Linked DNA regions of Mus musculus: region 2 is linked to region 1. A link is a contact called in public promoter capture Hi-C data. All regions are on one chromosome and are shown on one strand. The core of a region is the stretch at or near the end of the contact, and the rest is flanking DNA. Distances in the headings are between cores, read along the strand shown.

Region 1 (7,422 bases), core at 4,288-6,787:
TGTCTTTGTAATCTACTGTATTCCACTCCATTAGAGACTGTGGATCTGTAACTGATCTTATTGGAGCTTTCCAACTTGGGTTTAGGAAAAGCACATAAAATGGGCGCCCTGAAGGAATGTGATCGTCCCTTCTAGTCTTGCCAGTCATGAGCCTCTGTTGTAATTACCCTCGAGCAAAACGCTTGAGAGTTTGCAGTCAAGGTCACCTGGGGTTGGGACTGTGGAAGCAAGGACTTGCATTGTTACTAAATTCAGGGAAGGCATAAGATAGGTAGGATCAGTTTCTGCTTCTTAGAGATAAAGCTTGTGCTTTGTGTCACTTAGGTAAGGACAGGTAGTGCATTTACATGGCCTGCTTTGGGGGCTAAGACTAATAGAGGAAAAGCCTGAAAGAAATGAGTAAATACGGGTTGTTTCCTTTTAGGTCTGTATTGGTAAAAGTAATCCACATTGATTAATTCGTGCCACAGATGTCCAACTTAGTCAAAGCCACAGTAAATGACAGGCATAATTCTACATAGTATATTATGATATACAAGGTAATATACCTCAAATCAGATCAGGAATATGAGTTGTAGCAAGTCATTATCTCGAGAATAGTTCCAGCACTGCAAGCCTCAGTGAGGTAACACTAGGGTTATTTTGATCGTTGAAAAGCATTTAGTTTTTTTCACGTTAGTGTTAACTGTTCAAATGTGTGAACGAGAGTGAACACATTTCCTTAGCTTTGTTTTTCTTACTTAGCCTCACTACTATTGAACTGCTGACCTCTGGCCAGCCAAGGTCTGAGACTTGTTCCTAGAGTGGTGGGTGCTCGGGAGAAGAAACATTGAAGATCTGTGTAGTCTCGGGTGATGACAGGTGTTACTAGTTTTCTAGGTATCTCACTCTGTAGCACAGCTGGCCCCTGGTGCTCTAGTGAAGAGCTAGCTATATGGATGTTTCTTGTGGCTCACTGTCATGGCTTCAAAAATACCCAGTGAGGGCCAGGAGATTGTTCAGTGGGTAAAAGTGTTAGCCATCAAGCCTGGGACTGACATGGCAAAAGGACTCTTGACTGCAAGTTGTCTCCATGTATGCACATGAATAAAAAAGTACCCAAACTCAAATCTGCTTGGGGGCTCTATCTTTTTGCAATACATAAGGAAGGACAGGATATTCAGAAAGAGGCCTTCTAAAAGTCATCAACTTCACACAGCATCGTAACATTGCTGTTTTTAGAATATACAGCTCCGATTTTAAAAAGGTATTGTATGTGGACAGTGCATAATGTCTTGTATTTTCTTTGCGTTTTGGTAGTTGTTTGGTTTAGCTTTAAGCCCACGAAGTAAATGTGAATAGAAAAAGACATTTTTAATGTCTGTGTATTGTGAAGGCTTAGGGCATCTAACAATCCATGTGTGGAAGAAGCTAAAGACAATTTGTATCTAATCAACATTTGTATTGAGTTGCTTATTGCTAATAAAGATAATGTTGGGGGTGGGGAGTTTAGAACTAGGAAATTGCTTTTGTTGTTGTCTCAAGAACTTCATGTCCCATGGTGGGACTCATGTCTCTAGCTGCATATGCAGCAGAGGATGTCCTAGTCAGCCATCAGTGGGAGAAAAGGCCCTTGGTCTTGTGAAGGTTCTATGCCCCAGTATAGGGGAATGCCAGGGCCAGCAAGTAGGAGTGGGTGGGTTGGGGAGCAGGGAGAGGGGGGAGAGGAGATAGGGGATTTTTGGAGAGGAAAAAGGGATGGGGATAACATTTGAAATGTAAATAAAACTAATTACAAAAAAAGGGACTTCATGTCTAATCTTTAGAGTACTGGAAATAGGAAAAATCGGATAGTAAGCAAGGTAAGTAGGCCACTGTTGAGCATCCAAACACATTTCCTTGTGAGATTTTAGACTTCTGTGAGGAAGCATAGGTATTTTCATTGTGTGGACATAGCATAGGTGCAGCCCAAGGGGGCTGAAGAAGGAATTCGCTTCTGGAGAGGAGGAATAACTGGTAAGTTAGAATGACCACAGTGCATGGTCTTACAGTCTTTGATGTGGTCCTCCACTTACTGTGGGTTACTTTGATATTCTGCCATTCTGTGTGTAAGGAATGAATTGTCAAATTCAATGGCTCAGTAAACAGTTCTGGTGGGAGCCAGCCACTGATTGTTTGAAAACTCACTCCCTTGTCCCTGTTGTGTTAGACAAGCATTTCATTTTGGAGGCATTGTGCTAAAAGCATTAACAATTAGTTTCAAATGAAAAAGTTCCACTCTAGTAGTAATTTCTCTAGAGTGGATTCTCAGCAATGCAATGAAGACTATACTTAAGAATGTATTTTACATCTACATGCTAAGCCTCAGTTCTACACATACAACTTAACAGAAATCATTTGACACTGGCCATGCTTAATAAGCTGGGTGTGTTTGGTTCCAAGGATATGTATTTTCTTACTCTAAAGGCAGATGACATAACTTTTGAACCTAAGAGGTAGTCCTGGATCCTTCAGTAAAGAGCTTACATCAGCCTGGGTATGAGGGCCTGTCTCAAAAAACAATAAGGACGTGAAACAACTGACTTTAAAATTTGGTGTTATAAAAGTCTTAAGGAGCAGTGATGTGCTCTCAGAACATGTCAGTAAAAAACAACATGATCTGCGAAGACATTGCTTTGTATGATAACACTTTCTAATGCAATAAACATTCTCGATATGAAGATAAGAGGTAAAATTCTTGCTTAGCCAACAATCATCTTTTATAACAAATAGTGGGAAACAGACCAGTTTAAACAGGTTATTGGCTAACAAAGAAGTGCTCATTCAGGGTTACTGTGAATTTTTTAGGTCAGTTTTTTTTTTTTTTTTAACTGATGGCTTTATTTCCTCAGTCCAGTTGTCCCCCTCCCAGTCCCTTCTCCCACAGTTCCTCATTCCATTCCTCCTCCACCCCACCAGGCCTTCCCACTCCCTGGGGCTTCTAGTTTCTCTAGGATTAGGTACCATCTTCCACTGAGGGCAGACCCATCAGTCCTCTGCTGTATATATTAGGGCCTCAGATGAGCTTGTGTATGCTGGTGGTGGCTCAGTGTCTGAGAGATCTCAGGGGTCCAGGTTAGTTGAGACTGCTGGTCCTATGGGATTGCTCTCAGCCTTTTCCAGCCTTTCCCTAATTCAACCACAGGGGTCCCTGACTTCAGTCCAATGGTTGGTAAGTATCTACATCTGTCTTAGCTGCTTGTTGGGCCTCTCAGAAGACAGCCATGCTAGGCTCATGACTGTAAGCACACCACAGCATCAGTAATAGTGTCAGGTCTTGGAGCTTCCTGTTGAGATGGATCCCAAGTTGGGCTGGTCACTGTTACCAACCCTCAGTCAAAAATTCTGACCCAGAATTGTTCCTGTCTAAACTGCAGCTACAAAACTGGAGAAGAAATGTCAATATTCTTGAGAATTTTGTAGTATTTACGCAACTGATTAAAGCATGTTTCCACAATTTATTCACAATGTCTCCAAAGTTTGAGTCAAATGTTTTACTGAAACCAAAGCACTACACGATTGTGTTTCTGCCTTCATCTCCATTAGTTTAATGAAATATGAGGAGTCATGATGCCTTGGGGAAGTTTTCAGTTATCCAAGTAAGATATATTAGTATTTTCCCCCCATAAGAATAGGCTAAATGCTAAGAAATATTTTCTAAATGCCAGTAGATGTGTGACATTCGCATCAGCTGTCCCCCCGCCACCCAAGGCCTGAAGGAACAAGATTGTGAACAGACAGAGCACACTGATTTGCAGTGTAATCCCCATTTAACATGACAATTCTCAACCACTGTGCATACAGAATCAGAGCTGCCAGCTTTGGGGTATGGTCACCCCTGAATTAGTCAGAGGTCATTCCTGTTCTGTCTTGGCTTTCTTGGCACCATATACCTCTGCATGTGGAGAGGTTAGGTACAGATTGGCAGGCAGATTACATTGAGAGCTAGTGCTCCTGGCAGCAGTGTAGTGGGGCACCTCGGTCATGCAGAAAGTCTCAGAAGTAGAGACCAGCATTTTATGTCAAGGTTTTAAAAGAAAACCAGCAGCGCCTCAGGCCATGAGTTAGAGGGACCCTGACAACATTGAGGCTCCAGAAATCAGATGTACCAATAGTTTATAGATCCGGTTGCAAAGTCATAGACCCAGTAACAAGAACTGGAGCACAGGAATGGTGACTGGGATGCAAGAGGAGCATGCATGGTCATTAGAGTGAAAAGGCATTAGGCGTCATTAAGCCAATGCTACTAGGTGTTGCCAATCCTGACTTATGTTGGCCTTGGGGGTACTTGCTGATTTAGGTCAAAAGTGGGATGTGGGAATGGATGGTACACGAAACAGATAGGACGAATGGGGCCCCAGGGATGGTACGTGCAGGAAGGGGCTCTAGGGTCTGTTCGATAATAAAGCCCACACTCACACACCCATGTTCTACATATTTTGTCTTTGTTCTTTGGTACCCAAATAAACTACTGGTTTAAAAATTATGAGGTTTCTTGCTTATTTCATCCCACAAATGAAGGACAAATGTTCAACAGATTTGACCACTGGGCACTGTTTTCCTTTCTCCTCCATTGCCCTGAGATCTGCTTAGTACCCCCTATTATAGATGCTCCATGTACAGCAGCATCTGTCTTAGAGAGGCTACACAGTCTGAGGCCATCTGGAACAGAGAAAGAAAACCAATGAATCAAAGATACCTGATTTATGCTTTAAAAAAACAAAAACTTTTCATGATTGTAGAGTTTCTTTAAAATTGGTTCTTGGGTATTCATATACCTGAGGCTCAGGTCACCTCATAGTTGGCTCATATGTTCGCCCAGTAGACACTGGGTCTGAACTCTGTCATGTAGAAAACATATAAAATGCTGTTTTAGTGTGTTTACTTCACCTGTTCAGAAGTGTCAGTATTTGCTTTTGAGCATCCTGCTCTTTTGAGCAACTTGCTAATGACATCTGTAAGTAATTAAACTTATATTTTATGCAAACCATAGTCTTCACATCTCTTTAGTTTTCATAAATTCCTTCGAAGTAAGAACAAACTATATGTGGGAAACAGGCTTTCTTTTATGTGTGGAAACTTTGGGGCTCAGTAACTCATCCAAAACTATAAAACTTCCTAAATAGCCAAAAGCCTTAGTCCAAAGCCAAAGCTTTGAAACTTTCTGATACAGTTTTCCTGATAATCTTGTATAGACTTCATCATGTCCTAGGTCTCCTCCATCTCAACTGCAGAGCTGGATACCAGGAAATGGGACTGATTGCCAGACAAGTCTCAGGGCTACTGCATTTGTTTTTGTTATAGCCTGTGGTGAATACTCACTCCCTGCTAGTGTCAGGTCAGGGATATTGATTTGTTGGCTCTGAGAACTACAGCTGTTCTGGAGAGAGAGTTCAAGTTGTCAGCGGTCATTGTGACTCTTGAATCATTGTTTCTGGCGTGGTGCTTACGTGTAGCTGACTCCATGCTGCAGGTGAGCCAACTCCTATTAAAGAGTCTTGAGCTTCATCACCAGAGCTACCAGGCAGTTGAGATGGGGAGGCTGCTGCTGCTGGCTGGTGAGTGTGACAGAGCCTAGCAATGACATAGTCCAGGAGATAGCAGTTTGTCTTGTCTCTAGTGCCTAGCAGAGAAACCTGGGGCTTAGGGAGCTGGATTATGTGAATGTGGGGTAGAAAAGAAAAGAAAGGCACCTGTGGAGGAAGGGGCTGGGCAGTAGTTCTCCAACCTGGTGGTTTTCATGCTTGGGCTTCATCTTGGACCAGTTAATTTGAAATTTCTGATGAGAGGGCTATGATGTGTATGTGCGCACGTGCGCGTGTGTGTACGTACTTTTGAATTTGTAGCCAGAATTGAGAATCACTGGCCGAGAGCTTTAGCACACACTTCTAACCATCATTGTCCCTATGCAAAGCAGGTACATGTAGCATGCGATGTGCTTTAGAAAAGGAGCTTAGACTAGTTCCACTCTGTTAGCTTTGGAGGAGAGGAAACCAGTGACTGATGCATGTCTCTATTTGTGTGTCTACATGTGTACATGGTGCTGAGCTGGAGAGGGCACTTGCTAACTGGAGGGTGTGTGGAGTGTGCACTCTGCATGTGTGTATATGAATTTCTTCATTTCCTGCAGGGCTGGTTCTTCTGATGAAACACAGTGATGGTGAGGAAACCACTTCTCCTCCAGAGCCAGGGAGATTCTCTGGCTAGGAAATCTCTATTCAGCGTCTCCTGAACCTCTGCCTGTCATGGCTCCTTGGCCAGAGGTTATTAATCCAATACAATCCAACACAGGACTCTGGTTATTTGCTGTTTGTATGTATCCTTATGTGCCAGGATCTACTCTCATGAGGCATTCTTTCTTCTCTGGAGCCTCAGCAAAAGGTCAGGATGTCTGGGGGCATGCATAAGCAGCTTTGGTGTATGTTTACGGGGGATATGGAGGCTGTTACAGTGGCCTGGTCTCTGATTAGGCTTGTTGACTCACTCTACTGTCAAGAATCTGAGTTCCCTTCTTGCCCCATGATCTCTGCTGATTAATACTTGCTCTTCTTGCCAGGTACTGCCTACAAACTGGTGTGCTATTTCACCAATTGGGCACATAGTCGGCCAGGCCCTGCCTCCATCATGCCCCATGACCTGGACCCCTTTCTTTGTACGCATCTGATATTTGCCTTTGCCTCAATGAGCAACAATCAGATTGTGGCCAAGAATCTGCAGGATGAAAACGTTCTCTATCCAGAGTTCAACAAACTCAAGGAAAGGTATGTTAGATGTGTACTTGAGTTCTCAGATTTTATAGCTTGAAGGAGATTATGCCCACAACTCTTATTACTCTTAAAATTTCCTGGTTTTTCTAATTCAATTTTCCCTCAAATGGGGATCTGAGTACCTCTGACATAAGAGCTCTCCATTGACCTGAGCTCCTCCTTGCCTTGATGACTTGGTAGTGTTGCCTCTTCCTGAGTGTCTTCACGCTCCTTTCTCCTGGGAAACTTTGGCTCACCCTTTGAGCCCAGTTGTGAGGAGTTAATGCTGCTAATGTGCTTCAAAGAGGTCCTGAGAATCACAAATACTCAACAAATGTTAAAGTTCTTGCCTCTTGCAACTGCCAGGCTGTGAGTTTTCTTCTAAGGGGAGCTCTTTGAACACAGAATAGTTAGGGCATACACAAAGAAGCTGATGCTCAGGAGGTGCTGAAGTGTTTCCTGTCTGGCGCCTGTGGGTTCCTTCTCTGCCCAAGGGAAGGTCTGTTATTATATTAATAGAGAGTGATGGGCAGGTCAAGCTCCCAGGAAGTGGGATGCTTGTCTATGTGTTTGCTGTTGTGTTTCAAGCACTCAAAGGCACATAATCATTACTCAGTGAATATTTGTTGAGTAAGAAAACAAATGGCTAGAAACGTTC
Region 2 (6,633 bases), core at 1,440-3,939, 550 kb after region 1:
TGATTAGTAATTGATGCAGTACAGCCCACAGGGTAAAGTACTGCCCCTGGTTAAGGTAGTCCCGAACTGTATAAGAAAGCAGGCTGAACAAGCCATAGAGAGCACATCAGTAAGAACACTCCTTGATTGCTTCTGCTTCAGTCACTGCCTCCAGGTTCCTGTCTGGCCTTGCCTTCATAACGGACTGACCTACAAAATGAAATAAACCCATTTCTCCACAAGTTGTTTTAGTTACGACAGCAATAGAAAAAAAAAAAAATCATGGCCTGAGTTCAACTTATAACCCCTCCTCATAACTTGAAATTTTTGCTTCTTTCTTTGTCCCCTCAAAAAAATTTAGCGAATGCCCCACCAACTGTGGTGGTGCAGTTCTGTAATCCCAGCACTTGGGATGCTGAAGCAGAAGGATGACCATGAGTTTAAGGTCTGCCTACTCACAGTGAGTTCTAGCTCAGCCTGGGCTAGAAAGAGACCTTATCTCCAAATAAGAAACAAACAAACAAGCAAACAAAAGGGTTCTGCCTGTACAATGTGGGAGACATTTTAAGGTCAGTGTTTTGTATAAATATAGTTTTAATTAAAAGATAAAGACAAATTATTTATAAGCATATTTCATTTTTTAAAAAAACGATTTTGCTGGGCACGACAGCATACATCTTTAATCCCAGCAATCAGGAAGGACAAGTGAATCTCAGATTTGAGTCCAGCCTGGTCTACACTGTGAGTTCCAGTGTAGTAAGAGCTTATCTCAATAACTAACTAAACAAAATTATACATACATACATACATATATATATATATGCCTGTATGATATCAATCTAAAAACACCTAGATATATAGGATTTAAGACTTAAGAGCAGAAATAAGAACTTTCATATAATCTAAACCATAGTAATGATGATTGATTACAATTGTGAGTTTCAAATCACAGTAGTTCTCTTTTAAAAAACAACGCTGTGGTAAATGGGAGAGGAATACAATATATCTCACAGCACATAATACTCCTTTGTTTCAGGGTACAGAATGACTTCTATTCACTTTCAGTACTTCTGTTGCATCTGGCACTGCCAACTCCAGGTCATTTGAAGGGACTTTGTACTTCTATACTTCTGTGTCAACTCCTAACACTTTTCTTCTTTCACTAGCCCAGCTTTTCTATTGAGTTCTCTGACTTTATGTCTTTCCTCAATCCTTCCTATCAAGGCCAGTAAAATGTACAGGGCTAGAGCAACACCGACTCAGTCTACCAGGATGTGAGACAAGGGTCTGCAGAGATGTCATAGTCACTACCATTTTCTGTGAAAGGAGGTTTTTAGCTCCACAGCAGCTCATAAACTTGAGAAGTATGTACCCAAAGCATGTTTGTTTTCTCAAAATGCTAGATTTTAAATGGAAAGTATTTAGCCACAGAGAATTAAAATCTATTTTAAAAAATGATTTATTATATTTAGAGGCTAGAAGGTGTCAGATCCCATGGAGATGAAATAAAAGGTGGCTGTCAGCTGCCAGGCAGAAGTGCTGGGAACCAAAACTTGGTCCTCTGAAAGAACAGCAGACACTTGTAACCACTGAGCCATCTCTTTAGCCTTTATGAATTAAATGTTTTCTCTATTTGTTCAAGATACTATGAACTTAAAATAGGAACTAAAAATAATGAGACTAAGAAGAACAAAAATGTCTTTTTCTTAATTTTTTGTTCAGTTTTTTGAAAGAGTCTCCCTATGTAGCCCAGGCTAGCTCTGATCTTCCACTATTCTTCCCTCAGCTACTAAAGCTCTGGCATGCACCACCATGTCCATCTCCCCAAGCTTCTTATTTGGAAAACATTCTACTTTATAAAGTACTGAGAACATAAACATCTGAATTTATTACATGCAAAAGAGACATGTTAAGGATCCCTTTCACCCATTTATAAATGACACTAAAACAATTCAAATAAAAGTATTCAAAAGTAGTATTTCTCAAGTTAAGGTGGCTTTCATTTTCCCTAAGAAAAACTAGAAAGAAGCCATATATAAAAATGTCTTTAGTTAAACCAGAGCTGAGAATTGACCTTGTTCTTTGTTAGTCAAAAAGAATATTTTCTCTTTCATGTATACAAAACTGACTGAATTTAATCTATCCTATACTTAACTATATATGGTACTGAGAAAAACATGTGAACTCCAGTAGTACTGGGGAGGGGGGATTTATGTATTTTCTATCCTCTAGTATACTGTTCTGTTTTATTTTGCTCTGTTTTGATGAGTAGCTAGTTAGGTGTAAAGTACTAATGGCACTTTTCCATGCATATTGTCGTAGCTCAGTTTTACTTTAAAAAGGCATTTCATTGTTACTTCAAAATATACTTGTACAGTTTTTCTTATGGTATCTGATTTAAATTTAGGTGTTTGCTTTGGCCTTGATACTACAAGTTATTTTACTAAATTAATTATTAACAATGTTAGGGATTGAACCTGGGACTTCAGGTATACTAGACAAGCTTTCTACCACTCAGTTATATATATGCCTATCCTAGAATACTTACAGTCTTACATCTCAATCTATCTTGCTACACAAATCATTCTTATTTTCTCCGTTTCTTGGTAATTTCTAGTAATTTCTATGGCATGTGTAATTTGTGTGTGTTGTGTGTCCTTTGTCCTCTCCTCTATGTATTTTATGAGTAATGTGATAGAGATTGTAATGAAACATTAACTTATTTATCCTGCTACAATCTAGCCCTTACTTCACCACTACACAGAAACTACTATGGATCATTCATATTGCCAAATTCATAATACATTTTTCTACTCTCGTGAATCCTGGCAGCTCCAAACATCATTTGTTCTTAAAGTTCATGAATCTCCTGGCTTTTCATTCCAACAAGAAGCCTCCCATTTTGGTTGTTCAAAGAAGGTTATTCACAGCTTTCTTTCCAAGCCCACTTCCTAAGTTTTCTGCCATTCTTATGTCTGCCATCCCGTACAGACATTTTTTTCTGGATAGAATTTGCCACTTAAGTAGGTTTCTTCTCCTGAGGTGCCTTTCTACACTTTCCATAAAACCTCGCAATGAAGGGAAGTTGTGGAGACATCAGTGTAGTATCTGTACTTTTATTCATTCCATACACCTAGATAAATAGTGTCTAGCTCTGAACTCTTTGACCATCAACCCCTTTCCATACAAGAACATTGCTCCTGGGTTAATATAGGCTTTGCAGCACCTCAGGTTAATTGTACTGATGCTTACTGGGGGTCTTTTTGCTTTTGTTACAGTTAACCCTAGTTTACTCTCTGCCATGCTGCCAGATCTTTCTAAGGTATTTCTTGTCATTTCCTAGCTTTAGGTCTTACAAAAGTTCCTTGCAGATCAGGATAAAAACCAAATTTCTTGGCAAAGTAGAAAAAGCAAGATTTTCTGGGTCTTCATTAGTCTTATCTCTGCTATTCCCTTACAGTCATCTTATGATCTAACATGGGACTGCACAGTTTTCCAAGTAAGAACTTTATCACAGGCAGTTCTAAGACTGCAAGGTATAAAGCTGTGATATTAAACTGTTCCTAGGACTACTGCCCATTACTGGTTTTGTTGTTTGTTTACTACTTTCATGCTGAATTCCCTTTCTCTTTGGTTACCACACCATAGAGCTGGCACAGCATTTCTTGAAAGGGAAAGAGAAAACTGAACAGAGACTGGTTTGTAACTAAGTTGAAGTTACATCCAACACAGGTTCAGTACCCAAAATATACATACCCCCACTCTCACCCCCCCCCCACTGTCCAAAGGACAAAACAACACCCAAAACCCTGAGACCATAAGAAATGAACCATGAAGGATGTGAAATCTAGATAGAAAACATCATGGCATTTCTGAAAACCCAGTAGCACTTAAACTTAATACTGAATTATGAAAAAACAAATGATCTTAGAATTTTTAACATTTTGTGGTTTTACCTAAAGCACAAGATGACTGTGAAAATATTATAAGACAAAGGCTATGAAAACATTACTGAAAACAAACCTATAAACATTCAATCACTGCTTCCTTTAAATTAGAAGGCTAACATTTTCTGAGTATGAATGACTCCATATATGCCTGATGAAGGCATAGACAGAATATTAATATGGACATCATGCCACTGTCTTCTGATAAGACCTTAAAAGACTTTAACCATATTCTCTAAATCTCTTTGCTTTGAAAGTATTCAGAGATTTCATCTAAAATTTTAACACCAAAAATATTAGTAACCAGGTATTTTATTAAGTTTATTTAAAATTTGTGTAAGTATTTAACTCCTATTATATGTTAGTGCCTCTACTTGTTTAGCTATCTCAATGGTCCCTAAGTTCTATTTTAAAAATTTAGCAAAAATCATATAAACGGAGTTTGTGGTAACCAAGTGAATTTCTAAGTTGTCTAGCCTTTTTGAGGTCTATGAAAACAATTCTTGCTGGCGCTCTAAGTAAGGAAATAAAGAAGACCATTAGGGGTTTAGGGACTATGTTAAAATGTGTTGTAGTCAGACATTTGTATTTTGACATTTCTTGAATAAAGCCTTTTCTTTTTAAAAAAATTATATTTATTCCAAACCAAAAGGAAAGAATAAATAGGTTCTATAATAATTAATTAAAAACCAGATGGTGGGGGCTAGAGAGACAGCTCACCTAGCACCCACAGATGTCTCACAACTATCTCTAACTACAGTTCCAAGGGACCTGATTTCCACTTCTGTTTCTAAAAAAAATGAATGCATGTGATACACAGATATATATGCAGGTAAAACATCCATACAAATCAAATAAAAATAAATCTAACAAAACAAAACAAAGAAATGAAAAACAAAACCTGGATAGTGAAAAGCATCCTTAGTCACATTCTAAGACTGGGTTACATTAATCATACATCATTAATCATCATGGAAAGGACTGATCGGCAGGTGCAAACTCTCCATTCAGGTCAAAAATTTTATACGTATTCCATTTGTAATTTCTCAGATATTTTGCTGGCAGGAAAAATATTGCAGTATCAAACATATTATTAGAAGATTATTCTTTTGTAGAATTGTAAATAAAACAGTATAAAACACTAAAATGTAATTAAACCACAGTATTTAAACTCTCCCATTTCTACAAACAAAGCCCCAAACTATTTTTAATCATGTGATGATTTAGAAAACGGGTTCAGATATGATGGAGCTGCACTTATGGGTGAGTACTAGGAACTGAACTGAGGTTCTCTGTAAGAGCAGCCATGCTCTTAACCACTGAGCCCATCGCTCCAGTTCAGAAACTCTTTCTTGAAAATAAGTTTTATATCACAAAATAAGATATGGAATTAGATAAAAAGACAGTTAGATAAAAAAGTAAATTTGTAAAGACCTGTGAAGATGAGTGAGGGCCTACTGCTTTTTATTATCCTTCCAAAATGCTTACTGTATGATTCTGGCACTTCATTTCCAAAGGAATACAGAGAGGCATATGACAAAAAAATAATTTTAAATATTTAGTTTACTTTAAAAACAGGTTAGTTTAGTGATTTGATCAATTCTTAATACTTAAATCTATAAGCAATATTCTCCATATTAGAAAGCAACAAAATCACCATTAAGTATTACTTACATTCCAAATCGCAATGTTCCAGAAACATATGTTTGCCAGTGTGCACAATAGAACATGAATGTCCCAGCAAAACAACAAAAAAACATCCAGTCAGGATTTGTCCCAAGTTGTACTGCAATACAAGTTCCAAGAACCACAAAAACTGCAGAAGAAAATGAGAATGAAAACTAAACGGAATCTATAGAGCTGAAAATCACCTTAGATGAGATACAGATAATCTCTTTTCAGTTATGTGATATTTCTGTATTTTTTACACCATAATTTCAACGACTTATTTTCTTTCTTTCTTTCTTTTTTTTTTTTTTAATGATTTTTTAGGTCATTTAGCTGAAGCAAAGTTTTTCAAAGCAACTAAAACACTTGAACATGTTTTGAGAATTCTCCTTACTTAGGGATAGCAGTGCTAACTGAGTAGTAAAAGGTGTCAGGGTGCTGCAGGTGCTACCAAGCACATACCTATCTCAGCACTCAGGACGCTGAGGCAGGAAGAGTTCAAAGCCAGTCTTAGTTACACTGGGAGACCATGTCTCAAAAATATAAAATAAAGTACAAATAGGAACTTGAGAGATGGTTCAGTGGTCACAACCTAGCAACAGGGGTCTAATTTCCTCTTCTGGCATCTGAAAACAGCTATACTGGGTTCTCATGCACATACACACTTGATTTAGAAAACAAAACAGGCAAAGACCACCTCCTGAGAAAAGCACAAGCCATTTAAGCAGAGAGAATCAAAAACAAAACAAAAAATGAAAAGACTAGGGAGCTTTAACAAGCATCAAAGTGGCCTACTTGCTTCAGAGTAGAAAACTGTCTTTTCTTATTTAGCAGGTATCACTATGTCTCATATATAAGAAAATGATTTCCTATTAGTTTGAAACTCAAGCTACATGACTATTACTTCAATTTTCAAAAATAAGATGCTTGTCATCCTGCAGTTTCCTCATTAAACTCTAATAGTCTTTCAAGTTAACAAACTAGTTTTCACTCAATGAAAATTTGGAGTTTTCCTTAATCTAATTTATTTGTTGCTTTT

What was found. Promoter capture Hi-C pulls out the DNA fragments that hold promoters and counts their contacts.
Region 2: a contact with region 1 is called in a promoter capture Hi-C map of liver. The contact joins the enhancer-like site here to the promoter of Ovgp1 in region 1. A contact is called at or near these places in 10 of 39 promoter capture datasets (the 3T3-L1 cell line, 3T3-L1-derived adipocytes, the C10 cell line and 6 more), 1 of 484 Hi-C or Micro-C datasets (olfactory sensory neurons) and 2 of 9 other capture datasets (adipose tissue and embryonic stem cells).

The regions. Positions count from the first base shown.
Region 1 is chr3:105,968,265-105,975,686 of GRCm38.p6, forward strand. It overlaps Ovgp1 (oviductal glycoprotein 1), which reads left to right and starts at 5,538. Exons shown (of 11, transcript NM_007696.2): 1 at 5,538-5,576; 2 at 6,149-6,178; 3 at 6,575-6,779. The coding sequence starts at 5,552. It overlaps Wdr77 (WD repeat domain 77), which reads left to right. Exons shown (of 10, transcript NM_027432.3): 10 at 1-1,496.
Region 2 is chr3:106,525,537-106,532,169 of GRCm38.p6, forward strand. Cept1 (choline/ethanolaminephosphotransferase 1) reads right to left here. Exons shown (of 9, transcript NM_133869.4): 4 at 5,601-5,742. Among named protein-coding and RNA genes, the nearest start is that of Dram2, 19 kb to the right of the region's middle. Within about 2 kb of position 2,690, at least 10 of the 459 cell types and tissues checked have an H3K27ac peak or open chromatin away from gene starts, as enhancers often do. A contact at or near this core is called in liver, where this site is marked.